Linked DNA regions of Mus musculus: region 2 is linked to region 1. The links are chromatin contacts, called in public promoter capture Hi-C maps. All regions are on one chromosome and are shown on one strand. The core of a region is the stretch at or near the end of the contact, and the rest is flanking DNA. Distances in the headings are between cores, read along the strand shown. Region 1 holds the start of Fam180a (family with sequence similarity 180, member A). Region 2 overlaps Dgki (diacylglycerol kinase, iota).

The links. Promoter capture Hi-C pulls out the DNA fragments that hold promoters and counts their contacts.
Region 2: a contact with region 1 is called in a promoter capture Hi-C map of the 3T3-L1 cell line, with 6 times the contacts expected there. The contact joins the enhancer-like site here to the promoter of Fam180a in region 1. A contact is called at or near these places in 6 of 39 promoter capture datasets (the 3T3-L1 cell line, cranial neural crest, hippocampal neurons and 2 more).

Annotation. Positions count from the first base shown.
Region 1 is chr6:35,323,258-35,330,389 of GRCm38.p6, forward strand. It overlaps Fam180a (family with sequence similarity 180, member A), which reads right to left and starts at 2,884. Exons shown (of 3, transcript NM_173375.2): 1 at 2,582-2,884. The coding sequence starts at 2,657.
Region 2 is chr6:36,887,719-36,894,850 of GRCm38.p6, forward strand. It overlaps Dgki (diacylglycerol kinase, iota), which reads right to left. Exons shown (of 34, transcript NM_001081206.2): 29 at 7,058-7,083. Among named protein-coding and RNA genes, the nearest start is that of Gm52857, 12 kb to the right of the region's middle. Within about 2 kb of position 2,718, at least 37 of the 459 cell types and tissues checked have an H3K27ac peak or open chromatin away from gene starts, as enhancers often do.

The sequences.
Region 1 (7,132 bases), core at 1,634-4,133:
CGTCATGCTGGTGGGGCTGGACTGGGCAGCCCTGGATCTGGCCATGGAATCTCCACCCTGGGAGGCAGGGGAGGGAGGAATCCTAGAGAGCACTGCCTAGGGGGAGCCTGGGAGAAGGGGCAGAAGAAGGCTGCCTGCCAGTTGGCAGACTCCTTTTGGGTTTCTTTCTATATAGAGCAGTGTGTAAGGGGGAGGGGTGTGGTGGTGGGGGGTAAGGATGGAAGAATACAGTCTCCTAAGAAAAGCATCCCCTAAACTCCTTTTAGGGAATTCATTGAAAGCAGGGTGACAGTTCAGAGTTGGAGTAAGGATAAGGTGAAAGGGACAACACCTGTGGAAAGTTATTTTAGTGTGTGTGTGTGTGCATGCACAGGCGCGCGCGCACACACACACACACACACACACACACACACACAGGAAGGTACCATGTGATGGCCTCAAGAGCATTACTCTCAGGAAAACAGTCCATTTTCTTTAGACAGTATGTCTCATTGGCCTGGAGCTCACCAGCTGGGTTAGGCTGGTGGCAGCGAGCTGTGGGATGCTATGCTCAGTCTCCATAGCGATAGGATTACAGACACAGGCTGCCACACCCAGATACCCAGGTTATTTATTTTTTTTAACATGGAATCTGGGGCAACTCAGGCTCTCATGCTTGCACAGGAAGCACTTTATCAACCGAGCTGATCTGAAGGTGACAAAAATTGTGTCCTCTTTTAATTAGAAAAAAAAATGTTTAAGATAAAGGAAAAAATAAACGCCAACTGCGTGGAAGAATGTTAAAGAAACTTGGATGGACACCACATCACTTGTTGCTTCCGAACACAGTCTCTGACCATACATCTAGCCCTTCGTACTTTGTCCCATAATGGCCTTTGGGTCATTTGTGTTGGCCTTGGGTCTTTAGAGCCCGTGTCCCTGCTGGAAAAACCTTCTCCCAAGAGCCTCAGATGTTGCTACCAAGCATGTGGAGAGACTCAGCTTTTCATTAAGGAATAATGCTTATATATATTTTTTAGAGTGGTAAGTAGCCACTAACGCTTATGTACATCATTTTCATAGCGTATTTTTGAATATCATCCTCAAATCATCCTTTGAGGGCATGTCTTGTGATTGCTAGGATGCTACTTGCTAACAACATCCAGAGAAGCTAGGAACCTGCCAGAGATCACGCAGGTGGCTTGTTAGAGAAAGCACTGCAGTCTCTGAGTCCTTGCAGGGGTGTTTACGAGCCTTCTTGAACGCCCAGTGCCCTCTTGGCTTCCTGACAGCTGGAGCCTTAAGAAGAGAACATGCCGTTGTCTCCTTTGGCAAATTAAGTTGTGCTCCTAGTGCGATGAACGTAAGTGACAGAATCCATTTCTAAGACCTCTCTGCTTTCCACCCCGAAGTGCTGCCCTTAAAGACAGCACAATGGCAGGTAGGCATGTGTGTGTGTGCATGCGTGTGTGTGTGTGTGTGTGTGTGTGTGTGTGAATGTGTGTGAAATGTCTGCATTGTGTGTTGTTTGCACCTCAGCAACACTTATGTCCCAGCCAGTCCCTAAGATCAGGCTTAAGCACAAGGAGGATTAATAAGGGCTTCGAGCCCCTCTCTTCCATTGCAAGTGCTTCTCCTCTGCCGCTCAGGCCTCCCTTTCCCTCCCTGACATAGTCCCTGAGAAGGAGGGGTTCATTCATGTCCCCATACCAATCCTCATGCCCTTAGGGGTCTCTATAAAGAGCGTCTGGATTGACTTGAGGGAACGCTGGATTTCTAGGTCTTTCTGGGGACGTGAACTCATTTGAATGTAGGCAGCGGGAAGATTTCTCCTCAGACTGGCATGGAGTGGATAACACCCCCCAGCTCTTCATTTCCTGATAGTAATAAACTAGCTGGCCTGATATGTCCCCGGTGACTGCCAAGTGCAGCCAGACCAGAGTAAAGATGCCACCTTTGTTCTCAGAAGCGGCATCTGAGAGAGAAGATATCAATCAGCATGAGAGTAAAGCTTTTGCACACACCGGTTTCTTTCCATGGAGGCTTGATGTGAATGACAGGGGCCAAGCACACTGGGTGGATGCCCTAAATGTTCTTTTTTTTTTCCCCTCTCACTCACCACCACACAGCTCTACCTGGCTGCCAAAATGCACACCCATAGCATCCTGGAGACCTCATTCTTAGCCAGTGTGGCCAAGAACTCTCTGCGTTAGTCCCAGTGGCCACCATTCCATCACACAGGCAGCTGAGTTTGATACCTTCTCTCGGGGGGTCTGTCCCAGCAGCAGCAGGCAGGGATCTGCAGAGAACCCTTACCCATCCTCCGAAACACCCAAGAGTTCTTTCTGGCTCACCAGCAGGAGCAACCCGATGGCTTCTCAACCTCCATCGGGCTCCCAAATTGGCTGCTTCGATGCTCTTCCACCGGGTATTTCCTATCACCTTTTACCAAGAGGGACCATAGAGCACTGGCAAAGTTGGCGTATGAAGCAGGCACGGGGCTTTTAATTCCTTCCTCCCTCTAACTCTACTCCACTGCCACAATTCTATTCAAGAAAGATGAATGAGCACCAGAGAAACACAAGAATTCAAAACAACTCACCCCTGCTCCACCTGCAGGACGCAGTGGCCTGGGTGCTGGAGAATACCAGCAGAATCGTCAGCGCCTTCCAGGACATCTTCCAGGAGGGAGACAAGCTGACCTTCTATTCCTGCGGGACCCCAGGGGCTGCAGGTGGACCCCTGCTCTTCTCAGCGAGAGGACAGAGTTCTTACTGCCCTTTCTTGTCTATAAGGAAAGCAAGGGCCTCTCCCTGGCTCCACAGGATGGAGGCGGATGCAGCCTCTTGGGTGGGACAGAAGTTGGTACCTCTCTTAACCTAACTCTCTCTGGGATTAGGGGACCAGGCTTCCACACAGAGGCTCTGTTTTTGAGCACATCTGGAGTGACTCACGGGGCATGTGATCTCTTTGGCAGTGGGCTGGATAAATATAATTTCTGTACTTGAGTTCCATGTGTTGGATGCGCCCACTGGAATTTTTCTTTAACAAACAGACCCGCGGAACTTGTTAGAGAGCCCGGCGAGAAGTTGGCTGTTTTCCCTGTCCACACATACTACTTCAGAGCCAGGACTGCGGGCTGGAGGAAGAGCTGGGAGGTTGCCTGGCAGACGGTGGGGCTGGTGGAGCTCAGAGTTGCCTGTAGGACAGCACAGTCATTGTGGTACTAGGGTGGGGTGTTCCTGCTATCGTTCCCTGGAGCTAGACTTGTGGGTCTTGGGGTCTGGCGCCTTTCCTAGCTTCTGGGTAGGTGGGGCATTGGTAGGTTGTGAGGAGCAGAGTGGGCAGGTGGCCTTGGAGAATAGGTATTGCTTTTGGGAACCTTGTGAGTCTATGCAGGAGGCTGGGAAGCTGAGCTCCTGTTCACATCCATGATCCATTGGGTGCTTTCCACAGAGTTTTTAAAGAGAAGAGGTCTAATTAGCATATTCTTCTTGAGGGTCAAGAGCATGACACTGGCTTCTTGCACAGTTCTGACTAAGATCTGATGGCAGAAGACACCTCAGTGGGAATGTTTGCAGGGAAGAGATTTCATGCTGATCTAGGAAGCCTTCGGGGGTCAGGTTTTCTCTGTTTGCAAAAACCTTTCAAGGTAACTAACCAGGGTCCCCAAAGAACTACATTAACCCCTTCCAGGGACAATGCCCCAATGAGCTAGTTACTTTGCACCAAGCCCTGCTCTCTATCGAGAGGGTTCTATATACTTTTTCACCCTATTATACTGGGGACCAAGCAGCTTGCAACCTGACCCTTGGGGCCACTGAACCTCTCTGTACTGTGCCCAGATCAGCGACCAAATCCTTTTATGTCTAGCAGAATGGCAGTATTTTCCCATCATCATTTAAAAAGTACTGGGAGACGGCTCAGTTGTTAAAGAGCTTGCTGTGTGAGCGTGATCCCCAGTACTCAGGAAGTAACCAGCACAGCAGCATCTGTTTGTAATCTCAGTCCTCAGCTGGGGAGGCAGAGACAGGAGGATCCCCAGGCCTGCCGACCGGACTCGCTACATGAATTGGTTAAATTTCAGGTTTGTACGGTGGAGCAGGATTAAGGAAGACACCTGACATCGCTCTCACATGCATGCACAGGCAATGCTCACTCGCTCCCCAGACATGTACAGGCATACACACATAGAAGCACAGTTGTAGGCATGCTATGTCTCTAATTATGTGCCCCCTTCCCTTACCTCTAGAGGAGACTATGAAAGCTTGGAGAACTTTGAAGAATCTCTTACTGTTACGGCTTTCTAGCCTGTGGAGACAGTGGTCAGGATAAGTGGACTACCAGAGTGGACACCATGCGGTCCCTTATACTTCCATTGGAGCTCCCTGCTAATCAGAGAAAGCCACTGATGTCACTAATATAGATAATGGCCCTCGGGTGTTTAGCATGTTTCAGGTTTAGTGTTAGACTCATCACCTGTGTTAACTGGTCAAAGTTTACAATGAGGAGGTCAGTATGGAGCAGTGCTCCCTGCAGACGTATGTGGTTACAAATTCTAGAAACCCCCTTAAAATAAAAGAAACAGGTGTAGTTACATCTCATTGTACTTAATTTACCATATTCGAAATATCATTTCTACAATCAGTAAGTGCTAACAAGACATATCACACACACACACACACACACACACACACACACACACACACACACACCATACAAAAGTCTTTGACGTCTTAAATGTGTCTCATATCACACTTTCTTCTTTTGGGAGTTGTTGCATTTAATGGTTGATAAAAGTCCTAAGAGGCAGGGGTGAAAGACTAATTCCATTAATGACTATTTTCACGGCTCATGCGTAGTTCTTGCCACCCCTCTTCACCCCTGAATATTCCGGGTCTGAGAAACCACACACGCAATGCACACAAATCGAAGCTTCTAACACTCACTGTAAGCAGGAAGTGGCCCCATTGTGTTACTACTTGTTTAGAAAATTGAAATTAAAGTTTAAAAGTAAAGGCCTCCAGTCTCAGATCACGACAAAACTTTTGTACACGTATAAACATCTTATAGACAATGCACAAGCGAGGACCACGGCTACTCCCCATTCAAAGGAGACCACATTTCCCACACAGTGCAGGTGGCTCAAAGAGCAATCTGCTTGCTAATTGAGTTCTACCTGGCTGTGCTGCTGTCTTCAGACACATCGCTGTTTCAGATATCAGTTTCAGGAACCTTTCGGTTCCAAATAATAAACAGTTTATTATTTTTCTTTGTTGAATTAGAAACTCAAGCCAAACCCTCTTGTAAGTTTAACACCTCCTAAAGGATGATGGCAAGACTTTAAGGGAAGCCTGGCTGCAGTAGAGCAGAAACCAGGCTGTGTGCAGTCTGCGACATGTGATTGTATCCTCAATATCAGTCAACCAAGATGAAGCTCTCTGTAGTGTGGGGTGGCCAGTGACCACCGGATCAGGCAGTGCAGGGCTGGAAGCCAGGCAAAGCTCAGGGGCAGGCTGCCTGCTCTTGTTATTCTGACAGCTACTAGCTGTGAAGTCTTAGTGTGGTTCCTCCACCCAACCTTTGCCTCCATTTCCCTCTCTGCAGAACGAGGAGACAGGTAGTTTCCTTTCTGAAGAATGCTATTAGGAATGGAATTAATATGTGTAAGAGCTGAGACCAATACCTGCTACAGACTCTGTATTCAGCGCATAGACACTATAGACACAATAAGAAACAGGCTCAGAGGGGTCAAAAAAATCTACCGAAGGTCACTCTGTTAGGAGACCTGGGGCTTCAGCCTGAGCCTATGAGATTATGCATGCAAAATGACTCCTCTAACCGGCCTCACAGCCTTCTGTTTCTAGAACCCTTAAATAGAGGGTTGGTTAATCCGTTCTCAGGGACTGGGGAGAAAACCTAGTTTGCCTGCCAATTTCTCTGATGAACATACTCCCACTAAGGCTGACCTGAAGCTACTAAGTGGTTTAGAAAGCAGCTTTCAAGTTTCTGAAATTCTAACAATGGGCTCTTGGGCATCCTGCATGGTAGGAGCTGACCCAGCACACGATTGCATCTTATGAAGTTAGTTCTCCTGGCTCTGATACTAGCCGGCTTCTGGTGTCATGCTTGCTCATAGAACTTATTTTATAAATCTAAAGGATTGTCCAAAGGACCTTGAGAGAATAGGGCTTCCTTGGATGTTTGCTGATTGGCTCTAAAGCTGGGCAACCTCAGCTCTGATTGGCTCTAAAGCTGGGCAACCTCAGCTCTGATTGGCTCTAAAGCTGGGCAACCTCAGCTCTGATTGGTCTAAAGCTGGGCAACCTCAGCTCTGATTGGCTCTAAAGCTGGGCAACCTCAGCTCTGATTGGCTCTAAAGCTGGGCAACCTCAGCTCTGATTGGCTCTAAAGCTGGGCAACCTCAGCTCTGATTGGCTCTAAAGCTGGGCAACCTCATGTTTTGCGATTTTCCTGCTGTTACTCTTCAGACTCTCTCCTTTCAACTTCCTGTTTATACCTCTTGCCTCCTGATACCCTGACCTAAATGGCAGCCAAAAGGCAAGCGGGTTTGGTGACATGGTCCACGGGAGTCAGACATGCCCAAGGGAATAGACCCATTCAGTCTGTAGGTAAAGTGTTGAATGAATGAGCAAAGGAATGTAGAAAGAAGCCACAGGTTTTGAACAGTGGGAATGCCTGTGTCAGCTTCCAGCCTTCTCTTCTGGCTTGGTACCCAGAATCGCGTCTACTGAATCCTCCCTCCCTGTCTACACAGCCAGCACCTTTGGTCTGGATTCTATTTTAAATCCATAAGTGAGGTAATTTGGTTTGACAACAGAAGCACAGATGGAGTCACAGAGTGCTGGCCTCCAAGGCAGACGACGCATCCATTCATCCCGCTAGGACTGCCATCATCAGTGACTCAGTGATACGTGTAGTCTTGTGTCAGGCCAGGCCAGGCCAGAATGTCCTCCTGCAATGTCCATGTGCGCAGAGTATTCTCTGCCAGGCGCAAGAATCCTTTGGGCAATTCAGCTTCCATGTGTCTGTGAGGCCGGAAGCTCTGCTTGCCAGAGCAGCGTGTCAGTGGAGAAAGGGTTAGGCCCGCTAATGGCGGCACTGACTGAACATGACGGACCGGATCTCTGCC
Region 2 (7,132 bases), core at 1,468-3,967, 1.6 Mb after region 1:
TGTGCTGTAAGATCAAGAATTTACAAATGGGACCTCATGAAATTGCAAAGGTTCTATAAGGCAAAAGACACTGTCAATAAAACAAAAAGGCCACCAACAGATTGGGAAAGGATTTTTACTAATCCTAAATCTGATAGGGGACTAATATCCAAAATATACAAAGAGCTCAAGAAACTGGACTCCAGAAATTCAAATAACCCAATTAAAAATGGGGTACAGAGCTAAAAAAAAAAAAGAATTCTCAAGTGAGGAATACCGAAGGGCTGAGAAGCACCTGAAAAAAATGTTGAATATCCTTAATCATCATGGAAATGTAAATCAAAACAACCTTGAGATTCCACCTCACTCTAGTCAGAATGGTTAAAATAAAAAAAATTCAGGTGACAGCAGATGCTAGCGAGTATGTGGAGAAAGAGGAACACTCCTCCACTGCTGGTGGGATTGCAAGCTTGTACAAGCACTCTAGAAATCAGTCTGGTGGTTCCTCAGAAAATTGGACATAGTACTATCAGAAGATCCAGCAATATCTCTCCTGGGCATATACCCAGAAGATGTTCCAACTGGTAATAAGGACACATGCTCCACTATGTTCATATCAGCCTTATTTATAATAGCCAGAAGCTGGAAAGAACCCAGGTGTCCCTCAACAGAGGAATGGATACAGAAAATGTGGTACATCTACATAATGGAGTACTACTCAGCTATTAAAAACAATGAATTTATGAAATTCTTGGGCAAATGGATGGATCTGTAGGATATCATCCTGAGTTAGGTAACCCAATCACAAAAAAAGAGTCATTAGATATGCAATCACTGATAAGTGGATATTTGCCCAGAAACTTAGAATACCCAAGATACAATTTGCAAAACACAAGAAAATCAAGAAGAAGCAAGACCAAAGTGTGGATACTTCATTCCTCCTTAGAATAGGGAACAAAACACCCATGGAAGGAGTTACAGAGACAAAGTTTGGAGCTAAGACAAAAGGATGGACCATCCAGAGACTACCCCACCCGGCGATCCATCCCATAATCAGCCACCAAGTCCAGACACTATTGCACATGCCAGCAAGATTTTGCTGAAAGGACCCTGATATAGCTGTCTCGAGTGAGGCTATGCCAGTGCCTGGCAAATACCGAAGTGGATGCCATCTATAGGATAGAACATAGGGTCCCCAGGGGAGGAGCTAGAGGGGGTCTGCATCCCTATAGGTGGAACAATAGGAACTAACCATTAACCCCAGAGCTCGTGTCTCTAGCTGCATATGTAGCAGAAGATGGCTTAGTCGGCCATCAGTGGGAAGAGAGGATCCTTGGTCTTGCAAACTTTATATGTCCCAGTACAGGGGAATGCCAGGGCCAAGAAGTGGGAGTGGGTGGGTAGGGGAGCAGGGTGGGAGAGGGTATAGGGAACTTTTGGGATAGCATTTGAAATGTAAATAAAGAAAATATCAAATAAAAAAGAAAGAAAGAAAGAAAAGAAAGTGATCAAACCTAATAGCACAGTCCTAGAATCCTAGTTATTCAGACTGAGACTCAGATTGTAGTTCCACGCCTACCTGGGCTATAGAGTCAGTTTAGCCTTTACCCAAGGCCAAATGGGTAAAACAGGAAGCAACAAAAGAGGAAAAGGAACACAGCTTAGTGGTGGGCTACCTGCCTAGAATACATAGAGACCCTGTGTTCATTCACAAGTACAAAGAAAGATGAGGAAACTGAGCTAAGGACTGATGAGATGGCCCAGCAGGTAGAGATGCCTAAGACCCAGCCTGACACAGGAAGCTCACCTCCTGGAACTCACATAGCAGAGGAAAAGAACTGACTCCTGCAAGGTGTCCTCTGGCCTCCACTTGTACACTGTGGCATGCAGCAGTACACACGTGCATGCACATGCACACACACACACACACACACACACACACACAGAAAATAACAAATGTAAAATTGAAACAAACAAACGAACAAACAAAACCCAAAAAATTGAGTTAGCAAGGGATAGATTTTGATATTCCAAAGAATTTTGTACCAGATCATTGGATGTGTTATTGACAATACTATAAAGTACAGTCAATGTCCATCCCGACCCACAGATGTGATGTTTGTGACCATGGTCATTACATTTTCCAGCATGGTCACTGCCATCCTTGTTAGCTATTTACTGTGGCCAAAAAAAAAAAAAAAAAAAAAAAAAAAATGACCACAGACATGAGACCCATGACTGTTGAATGTTCAGGAGTGTGTGTGTGTGTGTGTGTGTGTGTGTGTGTGTGTGTGTGTCCAATTTAGATGCTGCTGAGGAATGAAATAGATTTTTGGTGCTCTTTTAAAAGTATCTAGTGATGATTTTTATGGTGCACCATTCTTTTGAAAATTCTGTTTGGCTCCGAGGCCCATTTTTTAAATAGGTCAATTCATTCTTTCTTTTAAAATGTTGTTGTTGATGTTGTTTAGTTCTTTATATATTTTGGATACTAATTCCTCAGATACATGGACTGGCAAGACTCTTTTCCATTCTGTACCAAGACAGACACTCATTGGAAAACATCTTTGTATGCTCACACAGATGACGGCTGTCAGAACAGCATTCTGAGAGGCTTGGAAAATCAACAAGCTAAGAGCACAAAGGACCCAAGAGCTGAGGGCTAGAGAAGCTGTCCGGGCAGGAGGAGGTGATTCCAGGAGCAATGGAAATGATGAAGTGTGAGGCCCTAAATGGAGAGGAAACTCGGAGGACAGGGCCATCAATCACTGCCAAGCTTATCTTCTGACAGGGAGTGGGACTCCAGCTTCCAGATGTTGCATTAAAACGTAATGTTCCCCCAGAGACTCCCATGGCAGGCTTCCCTGAAGCTTCGGTTTCACTCAGCTAACTAATTATGAGAAAATGTGACATCGGTATTTCACTTTTTCTACAGGGACAAATCATTCCCAGCAGGAGGGAGAAGTTGTTATTTTTTTTTTTGTTGTTCAGTTTTCTTTTGTCATTAAAAAGAAATTACTTACACAGCAGTAAATAAACTCTTGTTAGAGGAGAGGAACTTTTTTTCCCTTCTCAATAATTCTGTCAATTTTACCTTAATGCTGACAATCATTTCTTTGTTTTCCCAATAATGTGGTGAAGTTAAAACAGAATAGTTTCGATATTGAATCTAGGACTAAATTAACTCGACCATTTAGTAGCTATGTGATATCAAGGCATTTATTTAAGGACTTATTCCCCCAGCTATAAAGCTATAACATGCCCTGTAGGTTGTTACCTATTAACAATGAACACAAATGCAGTTACAGTGTGTCAGCACAGTTCTGAGGAAGTACTAAATTCACTTTATCTTCTACTCTGAAAACTGAGGAGTTAGAAAGGACTGAAGCAGCTGAAGGGGTTTGCAGCTCCATAGGAAGAACAACAATATCAACCAAACAGAACCCCCAGAGCTCCCAGGGACTAAACCACCAACCAAAGAGTACCCATGGAGCGACCCATGGCTCCAGCTGTGTATATAGCAGAGGATAGCCTTGTTGGACATCAATAAGAGGAGAGGGCCTTGGTCCTGTGGAAGGCTTGATGCCCCAGTGCAGAGGAATGCCAGGGCGGGGGATCAGGAGTGGGTATGTTGGTGGGGGAGCACCTTCATAGAAACAAGGGGAGGGAGGTGGAATAGGGGGTTTCCAGAGGGGAAACCGGGAAAAGGGATAACATTTGAAATGTAAATAAAATAATCCAATAAAAAATAATGTATGTGCCATCTATGCCTGCTGTTGGCAATCTTTCATGACCACTCATCCAATCCTGAACCTATTCTTTACTTGGGGACTTCAAGTCAAATTATATATTAAACATTTTGTTCTTTCTTGGCTCTGGTACAAAAATAAAAGGTCCCCAGTGAAAAGTTATTGTTTGTAAATAAAGTTGAAAGAGGTGCATTTCTCATAACTTTTCTTAGTTTTGTCTGCTTGTTTGGTTTTTTGTTTGTTTGTTCCTTTGTTTAGACAAGAAAACTCATTACACTTTCTGTACTGTCCCCGAACCTGTGACTTTCCTGCCTCTGCCTCCTGAGTAGCTAGGTTTATGTGCAAATGCCAACATCTCAACCTCTGTGTTATGTGGAGCCAACATCAGTGAATCTACACGTCCCGTGACACTGCCTGGATGGAAGAACATAAGGACATGTTATCTGGGTGTCTGTGACAAACTGGAAGGCCATTTCTGCAGATGATTCCCCGTTCTAGTTCACAACTACCCAGGAGACACACAGAGCAGAGCAGAGGAGCCCAGAGCACAAACAGGCAGACTAAGGGAGAAGGGGCAGGGGTGCTGTGCTCAAGCATGCTGAGGGGCACTTGTAAGGATGGAAAACGGCAGGGCTATGGGGCTTCTCTAAGTTAGATTTCTGCAAGAATAAATGTTTGTTTCAGAATAGCCAAAGGCAGCAGCTGTGACTGTAGGAAATAGGATTGCTGGTGGGAAGAGAACAAAAGAGAAAACTGAGACGGACAGGGTTTCACGTTCTGGTTTCACAACCCATTTGCCAATGTGCCTAAGTTCTTTTAGAATAAACCTGAGCAATTTGATTCACCTCTCTTCCAGAGGTGTCGCAATGTCATGCAGATGTCACACAAGGGTGATGGTGTGGCGCTGAAGATGCTTTATGATGGCCACAGTGAATATTAATTCCTAACATATATAAATGTAAGGCAACACACTGTGTGCCAGGTAGAGAATCATAGCAGTAAGGAAACATGCATAAATATTTCCCTAAGGATGCAGAGACTAGTAGATGATGAACAGTTAGGCAGTGTGGGTAAATCAGCATGTATGTTTAAACTTTAAAGGTTACAGGAGACAAAGAGGCATGAATATATAGTGCATTTTTGAATTCACCAAAATGTAATATTCATCTAATTTGCAAAGTAGTTCCTCAACTAATCACATATAATAATTGTTAAAATACTCCTAACTCTAAGAGCAAGTCATTTGGATAGGGATCATCTTCCAAATCTTCGAAGGACTCTGACATATGCCTAGAGGTCTCCCCTAACCCCTTAAGAAGTCCTAATGGACTGCAGAATGTGAATTTAGAATTTCCTCCCCCTTGTGATTAGAGAATTGACTCATGCTTAGAAAGACAAAAGCAACGACAGGTTATTAAGGGTAAAAATAGTTCAAACTAAAGGCAAATACACATTTCTAATTTATCATTTGGACATGGAAGCTGAAGGACTTATAAATATACAATCAAAACCCTATTCATACCAGCAACGATCAGCAAAATAGCATGCAATAATGGTTTACCATTAGGTGGTTGATTACCTAATTCTGACTTAATGGGCCTTGAACATAATTTTCCCTACAATTCTACAGAGAACATGATACAACCTCATTCCAATATTAGGACAGATTTCATAATGTAGCAGCAGGAGAGAGAGCCTAAAACTCCCTCTCCATTTCCTTAATTCACTCACTTAATAAATACATTTTTAATGTTTGCTTTTTGTCGGACACTATATCAAAGAAATTGGCAGTCTGAGGAGCCAGCTAAGGGAAGCATCAGATTAGTGTGTTAAGCTTGGGGAAAATATATGGCATAATAAGTGGATCAGAGAGCTTTCAGGGAAGAGAATGGATGAGCAGAAACTGTCACGTGACAAAAAAGCAAGAGACGTTTCCTTCTGGGGACAGCAAGAATGAAAGCAGGAGACGCAAAAAAGCAAGTAACCCAGAAATTAAATACAGAGTCATATGCCTGGAGTGCAAGCTATTGACAGGAGAATGGGGAAAGATGGCAGATAAAACAATAAGCAGTGGACCCTGATATAGATGTTTCTTGTGAGGCTATGCCAGTGCCTGGCAAATACAGAAGTGGATGCTCACAGTCAGCTATTGGATGTGGGCCCCAATGGAGGAGCCAGAGAAAGTACCCAAGGAGCTGAAGGGGTCTGCAACCCTATAGGTGGAACAACAATAGGAACTAATCAGTACCCCTAGAGCTCATGTCTCTAGCTCATATGTAGCAGAAGATGGCCTAGTCGGCCATCATTGGGAAGAGAGGATCCTTGGTCTTGCAAACTTTATATACCCCAGTATAGGGGAACGCCAGGACCAAGAAGTGGGAGTGGGTGGGTAGGGGATCAGGGTGAGGGGAGGGTATAGGGGACTTTTGGGATAGCATTTGAAATGTAAATTAAGAAAATAGCTAATGAAAGAAATAAAAAAAATAAGCAGCAAAGGAAGATAGAAATTCCATCCTTAGAGCCTAGTAGCACTTGCTTTAAAATAAGCATCAAAAGGCCAATCACGAGTTTTGGTCTGCTGCAAAGTGGCCATCCTGAAGAATGCTACATACACACAGTAACCTGGAAAGGGGTGACCTACAGGTGTGGGTTATGGGACTGGGACAATCTCAAAAGCCCAAGAAAGGCACCAACAATCCCGCAGCTAAAGCTGATTGTAGATGTTTGAGAAACATCACTCTGTGGTCTGATGAACCCATGACCGACACCAAACAAACAAATTTGATTGACTGTGGAATAAGTGAACAAAAATTAGAAATGACATAATCAGATGGTTTGTCCTTTGAGTGACACCGCTGTCTTTTAGAATAAGAATAATTCACCTCACTGAGTAACCAGCTCCCTCACTCCCTGACCAGACCCTTTCAGATTTAAAGCACTCTGCCAACACAGAGATGAGGCCTCACAAAGTCCAGTCTGGATAGGCAGGACTCTCCTGTAACACCTCCTCATTTTAGACATGAGAATCTGACTCACAGAAAATAATGCTCACCTCAAAAGTTATGAGACATTTGTGATGGCAGATAGAAACACAGATGATATTAAACTTCACAATGCTTGTCAACCAAAATGTTTACAACTAATAGGAAAATAACACCAGATATGAACCGCAGCTTTATGTTTTCAGAACTGTTTGACATTTCACACTAAAATGCTACAGCGTCAACATCTTTCATGCACTTTCTTAATAGTGATCAACTATGACACTGAGCTAGAAGGACCAGGAAATTTTGAGTGCAGAATTTAGAATAAAAATGACATGTTCTTACCATGATCTTCTGAAGAGACTGGGGACCTATAAAAAATAATACAAACATGATAAATATTTTATATATGATAAGGAT